Regions from separate parts of the Mus musculus genome. Here region 2 is linked to region 1. The links are chromatin contacts, called in public HiChIP or PLAC-seq maps. All regions are on one chromosome and are shown on one strand. Each heading gives the region's core, a stretch centred on a gene start, on an enhancer-like site or on the middle of the called end of the contact. The rest is flanking DNA. Distances are from core to core; before and after follow the strand shown.

Region 1 (5,204 bases), core at 1,504-4,003:
TTTTATAAGATAACTTTTAAGCCTATAAATGATGTAATTAATGTTACCACAGGCCTTGTCATTTCCCTTCCTGAGCACAATCTATCTTCCACACAAGCAGAAACAAAGACTGCCCATCATTTATTTTCCTGCCTCCATCGCTGCCCTGTTAAGACATAGAGGCTTCAGTTGAGCCCCAAAGCAAAGGTACCTCAGTAAATCTTGCCCCCAGGAATTCTGCTTCCTGGGACACTTGGGAGACGCTCTCACTTGGTAAAAACTGGTGGTTGGAGCCAGGTCCAAGGGAAGACATGTAGCTCTAGCTAACTCAAGGATGAGACAGGAGGATGGCTTGAGTGGAGGACTCTGAGTCAGCACTGCAAGACCTTATTTTAAAACAATAGCAAACACCCAGAATGGAGAGAGAGAGTATATCATGACTATAGTCAAAGCGTCACAGTATCCAAGGTGCCAAGACCAGGAATGATACTCAGCATACTACAGTGCACAGGGAAGCCCCCACAATGAAGAGTTCTCTGGGTCAAAGGTTGCTCGTGCTACTGTTAAGCAACTGATATTCACAAATAGGACTATTTAAAGTAAACACACCAAGTGCTAAGTGTAGGGTCTCAGTTAAAGTTACAACTGATTTTGGCTTTGAGACTTTTGTTGTTTTTTGTGGGTTTTTTTTTCCCCCGGTTTTGGTTTTTATTTCCTCTCTTTTCAAAACAGATGTATTATTTAGAATCAAGGGTTAAAAATTCATTTGGGAATATACATTTAGGAGAAAGGACTACTTGCTAGCAGGGCTTATTCTCAAAGGGTGGGTCTCCTGGAGCCTGCTGGCCTTCCTGAAAGATCTGGGGAAGTGTCTCTGAAAAATCACCTCTGCCTGTAAGCTGTTATTCATTGGCCCTGGTCAAAATGAATATTCCAAATATCTCAAAGCCAGCACTGTTGCCGCTTCAGTGAGAGGGAGAACAGTAAACCTTGAGACTGCAGAGAAGTTAGAATTCAACATCCTGATTTTAATGCTGCTACCAGCATGGGAAGCAATAAACAATTTAAACAGGCAAGCCTAATGTTCTCTTATCACTGCAAACACACACCCCCCAAATGCATTTGGGGTCTCTACTACACTGCTGGTGAAAACAGTCATCAAGATTATGTTTTCAAAATTATGTGTAAGTGGGTACCTTTTGCAAGTCAGTGAGAATTTCTTGCATAACTGAAACATGCAATTCAAGACAAAAGCTTTGCAGTACCACATCCGTTGCAGCCTGAAGCCCTCTATGCTACAGATTCCCAATAAAACGTTAGCAATTATTTTTCCACATGTAATCATTATATCATCGTAGGGGGGTGAAAAAACCTGAAATTCAGGTTCTTAAGTGGGTGTGTTCTAACAGGAATTAAAGACATTTGGAGAAATTCCAAGATTATACTCCTTTAAAGTCACTTCTTCATCCCAAAGCTACTTAGGCTAATGGCAAAGTACCACTCACTAACATTTATGAAATCAATATTCCCATTGTGTTCAACCCTCCAGCCACTTGCCATCCACACCACACCCGCCTGCTTAGAGACAGCCGTGGAGACCCAGAAGCGAGTCCTCCGCCCACCCTGGCCCACTAACGAGCCAAGGAAGTCGCCACTAGCCAGGCGCAAGGCTGTGAGACACACAACCCTGCTGAGGTGGCCTGGACACCCACCTTCTGAACTTGGGGCGGCCCTGACTCACACCCTGTCACATGGCGCGGGAGCCAGGCTGAAGAGCCACCGTTGCCAGGTGTTCAGGCTCGGCACGACCGTTTATTTGCCTTGCAAAGTGACCCGAGCGCTCCTGTGCCATTGGGGGGAAGGCCGGCAACCTCCAGGCCTCTCCTCCCTCACACGCCCACACCCGCCCTGTCACCGGTCCTCCTCACCTGAGTGGGCAGCAGGAGTTCCCCTTCTTCTGCCTGCCACAGCTCCACCACGTTCGGCAAGGGCTCAAACGCTGCACGGACACCAAAAAAACACACCGCGTTTGTAATGCACGGCAAAGAAACGCTTCCTGTTTCCTCGCCCGTCCCCTCGTGCCAACCGCCTGCCCCCAAACAAGTCTCCTTCTCCCCTCGCAGGGCAGGCCACCCGAGGGGTGAGCCGAGGATGCAAATACAATGCCCAGCCGGACCCCGGGGTCCAGAAGATGAGGGCGTGCGGGCTTGGTCAAGACCAGGGCATGAGGCCGCCGCACCAAGCACGGCGCGACCCCCAAGCCACCGGGCTGGGGGAAACAAAGCTGCAGGAAGCCGGGCGCGGCGAGGCACCCGCGCGCCACACAAAGCGGGGGATGCGCCCGGGGCGCAGGGGCCCGCGCACAAAGGCTCCGGGGCGTGCGCGGCTAGCGGTCCCTGAGCCCCACGCTGCCCGCTCCTGGCCCGGCCTAGAGTCGCCGAGGGGACGCTGCGGTCGCAGGGCTGCAGCAGCCCGTCTTCCCCAGCCGCCCGAGTCCCCTTCCTCCGCGAACCCTCACAGATTTCAACAGTTCCCTAAAAGAAAGGGGGGGCGGGGCGGCGGGGACAGCCAGCCCCGACGACGGGCTGACCTTGTCCCTGAGCCCCTCCCGGACGGCAGCAGGACAGCAGGACCTGGAAGACGCCCAGCAGAAGGTTCACGGCAGCGGCCGTGCGGCGGTAGGCGCCGGACTGCGGGCGCCGGAGCCCCGCCATGCTGGTGCTCGCCGCGCTCGCTCGCAGCGATCTTGTTCTCTTGTTTGGTGGCGCCGCGGCCGCCAGGCCGCGCCCCGGGCCCGCCCCCGCGCCCTGGCCCCGCCCCGCCTCCGGGCCCGCCCCCCGCTGTTGGGCCCGCCCCCGCAGCTGTTGGACTGCTGCTCAGCGCCGGCGCGCCGCTTGCTCCCGAGCGCGTGTGCTCCGCAGATAGAAGGGGATGGAACGCGGCGGGGAGCGGAGGGACGAAGACAATGCGAACGCTCACAGCGCGCAGCACGTGCCCGAGGGCCCCCAGAAGCTTGACTCTGGGGGCTGGGGCTCGCGGCCCACGGGGAGAGGGTGTTGTCGTGAACTTTCATGAGGTTCTCTTTGTCGATGACACCCGGGCCACGGTGGGGGCACTAACCCCCCGGGGGGAGGGGTCCTGGGAATGAATCGTAGCCCAGCGCTTGGCCTTGAACAGGATATTAGTGGAAATATTGCTGTGGTTGTCAGGAAACGCGAGTGCAGCCGCACAGCTACTGCCTGTTATGCAGCGAGGATATCCGGTGGCTGCGAGGTCTGTAATTTAGAATAAAAAGCTCTCCCAACACCCGAGAGGCTGACCTCAGCGCCGCGTGGCGGTAATGCGCTCAGCGCCCTCTGTGGAGACGGTCCAAATCCTGACAGGTGGGAGAGCTTAGGTTAGACCTTCAAGAGCCCTGCAGATGGACCTGCAGAATCAGACTGCAAAAGTGAGCCAGCCACTTGCTAAACGTAGTTGAAGTGGAGGGCACAGATCGCCTGCCAGTTAACAATATTAATAAGTAGTGTAAGTCATACTTGGAAATTTATTTTCTGCCTCTGTTTTTTTTTTTTTTAAGTTGATTTGCTGTGTGCAGCAAACGTAGCTCGTATGAAACTCAGAGACTGTGAGCTTCAGGAAGTGATGGTGTACACCTGTCTGCTTACATTGATCTTCTGTTTAATTGCTTCTGGAGCCTTCCAGTCTAGACTATGGGAAAAAATGTAGTCTCATAGCAGGTCAGATGTTGGTCAAGGACAATATGAATGATGGATGCTCTCTTCATAATACCATACTGTGAACCTAATCTCTTTGTCTGGATGTAACTCTAAATGAGGTTAAACCACCTGATTTCTTTGCCATACTTAACACTTGATAAAAGCAAATGTCCACATGGAAATGTCATTTTGCTTTGTCCAACTTGAGCAGCTCCAATTATTTCTTACTCCCCCCCCCCCCAGATTGCTTGGGTGCATCCCTGGCAAGGATGTCCTGTCCTATCCCATTGGACCCTTTTTTTCCTCTTCATTTCACTTCTCTGGGTTTCTATTTGCCCCTCGGATACTGAAATTCCCTCACTGCATTCAAGGGTCTCAGAAAATCGATGGTATGTCCCGGCTATCGCATGCAAAGCTCTTGGTTCAGGTCACAGTACCACAAAACCAACACATGTTTCAGCCCACACTAGGTGTTTCAGTTTTTACTATTTATTATGTAAATATTAAATGTTAATTTTAATGTTAATTAATTTTAAACCCATACTAAGAAAACAAGCAAATATTGACAGGTATAATTTAAAAGTCATGATGCAAAACTCCACCGATTTTTAAATTATTTTACCTTTTTACTAATAAAATCTCACATTAAAAAAGTATCACACTCTCAAAGAGAACTACTTAAAAGACTGAGGAATATTACCGTAGGCCATATTTGAGTCTGCTCTCATTTATTCTCCTACCAAAGGTTTTCCAGGGCAGACTGCTACTTCCGTGTTGGGTTCTTTACAAAGTGGGTAACTGACCGTTATTCACGAAGCCAGAAGCGTGTATCTGCAGTGCCACGAGACTGGAGAAGGATCCAGGACCACACAGCTGTCTTCTTAGATAAATCTGACCCACTTGGCCTTCTCTGGAGGGATGTTTCGTGCTGACTCACGAGCAACAGGAAGGTATGGTCCAATAAGCAGCTCCCATGTTTCAAGGTAAAATTGTTTTCCAAAGACAGCACCTATGTATTTGTGCTGTGTTCCTGCTATCCCTGTTAATGACAGAGCCACAGACTGTTAGAGCTGAGAAATTGAGGAAAATCTTTATTCTTTTTATTTAGCTTCTGTTGTTGTTGTTAAATCTATGTCATAAACTAAAAACAAAAAGCAAAACACAGTAACAAAAAGCTCACCCTCAACTCTGTCTAGTGGCCCAGGCCTATGAACTCTGGTTAACAGTGCTGAGGCAGGAGAATAGAGAACTCTCCAGGCCATCCTAGGGGCAGCAGAGGACATGTAAAGACCACCTAGGCAACTTTATGAGACTCTACCTCAACATTGAAAAGGAAAAGAAGGCTGGGGATGTAGCTCAGTAGCGCCACCCTTGCCCCATTCACAAGACCCTGGCTTTGATCCTCAGCACCACAAAACCACAATGACAATATCAGTTCTTATTTTAAAACATCCATGATGTTAACAATGTTTTTTAACTTTTTTTTTTTAGAGTACAGATGAAAAGCGA
Region 2 (4,769 bases), core at 1,961-4,460, 230 kb before region 1:
ATGAGAACTAGCATCTGGGTGTGTATCTTGAGTTTTGGTTATCTTGCAAGTGATCTCAGGCCCTTAAGAAAACTGTACTGTTTTCTAAAGTAAGGCTCATTTCTTCTCCCTCCTTTTCCTCTCCCTCTTCCTCCTCTTCCTTCCTGGAGTTCTTGTCCCCTTCAGGGCCTGCAATCCTTTCCCCCACTCTTCCAAAAGAGTCCCCAAGCTCCATCCACTGTGTGGCTGTGGGTGTCTGTATCTGTCTGAGTCAGCTGGTAGGGTAGAGCCTTCCAAAGGACAGCCATACTAGACTCCTCACTGTCTGTCCTTTGTAACCATTCTAAGTAGATAAGAGGTTGACGCTGGAAAATGTTAAAGACCAAAGGTATTATGCTTCTAAGTCTGCTTTCTACACCCAGCCCAACTTGAGACCCATCCCATGGGAGACTATTAATGATAGTCTGTTATATGTGTAGACAGGAGTCTAGCATGGCTGTCCTCTGAGAGGCTTCATCCATCAGCTTGGGGACTCCTCTTATGGAAGAGTGGGGGAAAGGATTGCGGGCCTTGAAGGGGAAAAGAACTCCAGGAAGACCGGCAGAGTCAACATGGACCTTTGGGGTCTCAGAGACTGAACCACCAGCCAAACAGCATAGACAGGCTGGACCTAGTCCTCCCCATACATATGTAGCAGATGCGCAGCTTGGTCTTCATGTGGGTCCTGAACAACTGGAACAGGAGCTATCCCTAAAGTTGCTGTCTGTCCATGGGATATGATCTTCTAGCTGGGCTGCCTTGTGTGGCCTCAGTGAGGGAAGATGCACCTAGCCCTACAGAGACATGATGTTGGGGGGAGGAAGGGGGACTCCCAGGGGAGGTGAAGATTGAGGAAAGGACTGTGAGAAGGTGTCTAGGGAGGAGGGCAGTGAGCAGGATGTAAAGTGAATAAATAAAAAAATGAAAAATAATTAATCTTTAAAAAGGAAGGAAGGGAAGGAGGAAGGAAGAGAGAGGGAGGGGAGGGAGGGAGGGAGGGAGGGAGGGAGGAAGGAAGGAAGGAAGGAAGGAAGGAAGGAAGGAAGGAAGGAAGGAAGGAAGGAAGAATAGTGGCTTGCTGATAGGTCTGCTCTTAAAGTACAACTGTTGAAAAAACAACCCTAACAACCATTGACTTACAGCCCATCAGCTCAGTCTGTCCGGACCCCCAGTAGTGTGGGTTGGACCCAGCCAGATTAAATGTACCTCCTGGAGGCCACTTGGACTCTGGTCAGTGGTACAGACACAGAGAACAAGGAAAGAGTGGGGTCCCTACACCATGCTCTCTGGAAAGGGGCACAAGTAGCTGAAGAGGAGAAAGAGGAAGGGGAACAGGAGAGGACGTGATAGAGGCAGGAGAGCTGAGCGGGAAAACTCACTGTTACCCAGGTAGGCATCCCAGAAGCTGCTGATTCACTGACTGACGATCCTCTAAGGCCTTTCATGGGGGCATGTGTTAGTAACAGCAGCCCCTGGGCTCCGTGTAACACAGTGTGATTTTCAGAGTGCTTTCTTCTCTAGGTTATGTTTGAAATCTAGGTCACCCTGCAGGATAGGGAGACAGCCCAGATTCAATGCTCCCAGTTTCACAACTATAGTGATACTTGTATGTCCAATGCACTTCACTATTGAGGCCCTACACGGCTTCCTCTGAAGCAGTCAGGTGAAAGGACCAGGCTTGGGCGTTCTGGGGTAGCCCCATGTGATCTTTTAGACAACTACCAATTTTCTCATCTGTAGAATTAACTCACAGCTGGTAGGTAAGCCATTGTTATGGAATAGACATGGTGGTGAGGTTGCTCTCCACCAGAAAGAGTGTGTGTGAAGCATTTAGTGAGTGATGGAGGTCCCAGGACTGAAGTTTATCTAGTTCAGCATCATACAGCAAACTGGGGCGCCATTCGAGGTCCCCATCACTGAAGGAGACTGTGTTTATTTCTCTGATAACTGGTGGCCTTGCTGCAGATGTGGGTTGACCCTTTGTACTTCACTATAACGCTCTACTGGTGGTGGTTTCTGTCTACGTGGGGAATGTTCTCCATGGTTACAAGTTACACCCTCTTCAGAGCTTCCTGGAGACTGCTCTCAGGGCAAACACCAAGGTGTGTATTCCAGTCACTCCTCGTGGTCATGTTTAGTTCATCTTTAATTTAGGCTGAAGTTTTTATTGGGTTGGTCTTGGGTTTTGTTCATTTGTTATTGTTCTTGTTTTATTTTAAAATAAGAATTCACAATATATGGCCCCAAACTCACAATCCTCCTGCCTCAGCCTCTCCCAAAGTTGGAATTAATATTTGTATCTTTCCTAGTATTTTAAATGATAGAACCAAATACCTACATAGGTAAGTGATGCTGAAAATAATCTGCAGGCTTGCACTAGCACGCCTAGCTTTATCTCTTTCTTGTAAACATTAAGGAATATATGGAATTTCCCTCATTCGTGGAGTGTCTACAGGTTTCTAGGCATCCCCTAATCCTTTTTTTTTAAACCTTTGCAGTAAAAACATGTAGACCCTGGCTATCACAGCATCAATCCACATATCCTGTGCAATGGGGACTGACTTGTCTCCTGTAGAGTTCATAGCTGCAGACTTCAGTTGGCAGAGGCAGGAACAAAAGGAAGTGAAACTACTTCTTCTTTAAATCTCTAGAGCACTGTTTGCATGATTATTTTTAGCTCAGCGTTTTGTTTTATTCTCCTGTAAGTTGGGTCAAAAGCACTTTAAAGCCCGCAAGGACTGAAGGTTTACGATCTGACCTGACCATACCTAACACATCAGAAAAACGCGGAAGCGTGTCTAACAAGTGGGGTTTTAACATCGAGGGGCAGCCACCATCCTCTTGGGGTTTACACAATTCCCTGGGATCCTCCAGGCTTATATGGCCTCAGATGAGCTCTTTGTCCCTTCATCTGTGAGTGGGGTGCACGTCCTCACTGAGCAGCCCCTCCAGTAAGGACAGGAGAGAGTGTGTAGTGTTCACTGTTTGTGAGACAGTGGTGAAAATTTACCCTGTTGGAGAAAACAAAATCATAGGCTTCAGGGATACATAGTCATGATATTTCTCTCTGTGTGGATTTGCTTCCCCCTGTTAAATACTAAGAAAGATAAAACAAGAAGTTTTCCTTTTTAGCTTGGAAGAGGGGACATATAGAGTGAGAAATGTTTAAATAAACATGATGGTAACTATAACATACATTTTCTTTTGAGGAAGTTTATGAGTTTTAGGCCAGCCTGGAATACATAGTGAGTTTCAGATAAGCCTGTCTCAAAAAAACCCAAACCAAAACAAAAAAATCAGCTACATGACTGCCAGGTTTGCAGATAGTTAACTTAATTGCCAATTTGGAAGCCCTTGGGAGCAATGTCAGGAGACTATTTAGACATGCCAGAGGTCTTAGAAAGCTTTTTAAAGTCAGTAAAAAGTGAAAACATGGCCACCTCTCTCCTGACTACCAAATGCTATTTAAGATTTGTCAAAGTGTTTTGGGTTGCAGAATCCAAATGTGCTTGGCACTTGTACTTGGAGCAAGTAGTTCCCTGGCAAGGAGGGCATTTTACTTTCCCACTGTATAATGAATTCTCCTAGCTCAGTGCAGGCTCCTAAGCAAGTCAGCTCACCCAGTGCAGATACTTCACTACAGGAGTTACTCAAATTGGCTTTGCTAGCTTTTGTGACCCAGATAGCTCAGGTGTCCAAGATACCAGGCTATCTATGTCTGTGCCCACAGCAATCCCTTTCAACTCCTGCCTGCTCCAGACTCCATATACCTCAAGTGCTGCCCAAAGTCAAGGTTCCCACCGTGTTCCGAAGCAGAGTTTCTTAAATGTTTTCACCCCAAAACTTCTTCTGTGACCTCCAGGTATACAGGTATATAAAACACATGTGTGAATCCAACATTTACCAATGATAAACCACACGGTTTATCTTAAAGCAATTATTTGCTGAACCTTTACTTTTGCTCTTTGCTAAAGATTAACAGCTGCGCATGCTGAAATGGATTTGGTTTTAACACAGCACACTGCAAAATGGCATTAATTGGATATTTACATGCTGAGAAATGATGGTAGGGTAATATTTTCATATGGAGGCTGTTCTGAGGCAGGAACACAGTCTCTTGCCTGAAGTAAATTCAAGCAGCCCAGAAGCTCCAGGTTCTACTGTTCCCAGAAGTATGTGTAGCCCAATACGCAGGGAGATGAGCGTAGGGATAATCTATTTGTGACACTGATGCAGTATGTTGGGGACTTAGTGTGCCCAGTCTTTTCTTTTTTTTTTTGTGCCCAGTCTTTTCAACATGAATGCATTGTATATATAATATGTACATGTAGAATATATATATTCACACACGTACATATCTTTCAGGTCAGTGTTAGGAACTAGCCCCATCACTGTCACTTTACCAAATGAGGCAGTCATGGAAGAACTGTCAAGAAAGTTCACCAAGGCCCGTGGTGCCTAGCCACAGATGACAGTCTACCAAGTTCTGTCTCCAAAGGCATGTCACTTGGCATAGAGTGGCCTTGCAGTTCAAGATGCTGTTAGCCAGGAACATCTCCTGTATAGACCTTAGCCTAAGAAAGATCCTGATTATGTGTGGAGTCCAAGGAACCTATTGTATGTTGCTATCTGGGGCTGAGGCTTGGCCAGGAGGAGCCTCTAAATCCTTGTTCACATTCCTAACAGCATTAGTTTTGTAACATAAACCTCCACGTTGAACTAGTTGCTTTTGCAACGATGTAAACTGCTCA

The links. HiChIP or PLAC-seq counts read pairs in DNA pulled down with a chosen protein or histone mark.
Region 2: an H3K27ac HiChIP or PLAC-seq map of microglia shows a contact between it and region 1, with 8 times the contacts expected there. The contact joins the enhancer-like site here to the promoter of Tmem131l in region 1. A contact is called at or near these places in 3 of 39 promoter capture datasets (the C10 cell line, cranial neural crest and pre-B cells), 1 of 484 Hi-C or Micro-C datasets (B cells), 2 of 115 datasets of contacts at active chromatin or transcription factors (memory CD8 T cells and microglia) and 1 of 9 other capture datasets (adipose tissue).

Annotation. Positions count from the first base shown.
Region 1 is chr3:84,037,408-84,042,611 of GRCm38.p6, forward strand. It overlaps Tmem131l (transmembrane 131 like), which reads right to left and starts at 2,754. Exons shown (of 35, transcript NM_172681.4): 1 at 2,570-2,754; 2 at 1,908-1,978. The coding sequence starts at 2,693. Gm30352 (a long non-coding RNA gene) reads left to right here and starts at 2,814. Exons shown (of 4, transcript XR_867387.3): 1 at 2,814-3,504; 2 at 4,441-4,645.
Region 2 is chr3:83,809,506-83,814,274 of GRCm38.p6, forward strand. It overlaps the pseudogene Gm7115. Among named protein-coding and RNA genes, the nearest start is that of Tlr2, 30 kb to the right of the region's middle. Within about 2 kb of position 3,211, at least 59 of the 459 cell types and tissues checked have an H3K27ac peak or open chromatin away from gene starts, as enhancers often do. A contact at or near this core is called in B cells, adipose tissue, memory CD8 T cells and 2 more, where this site is marked.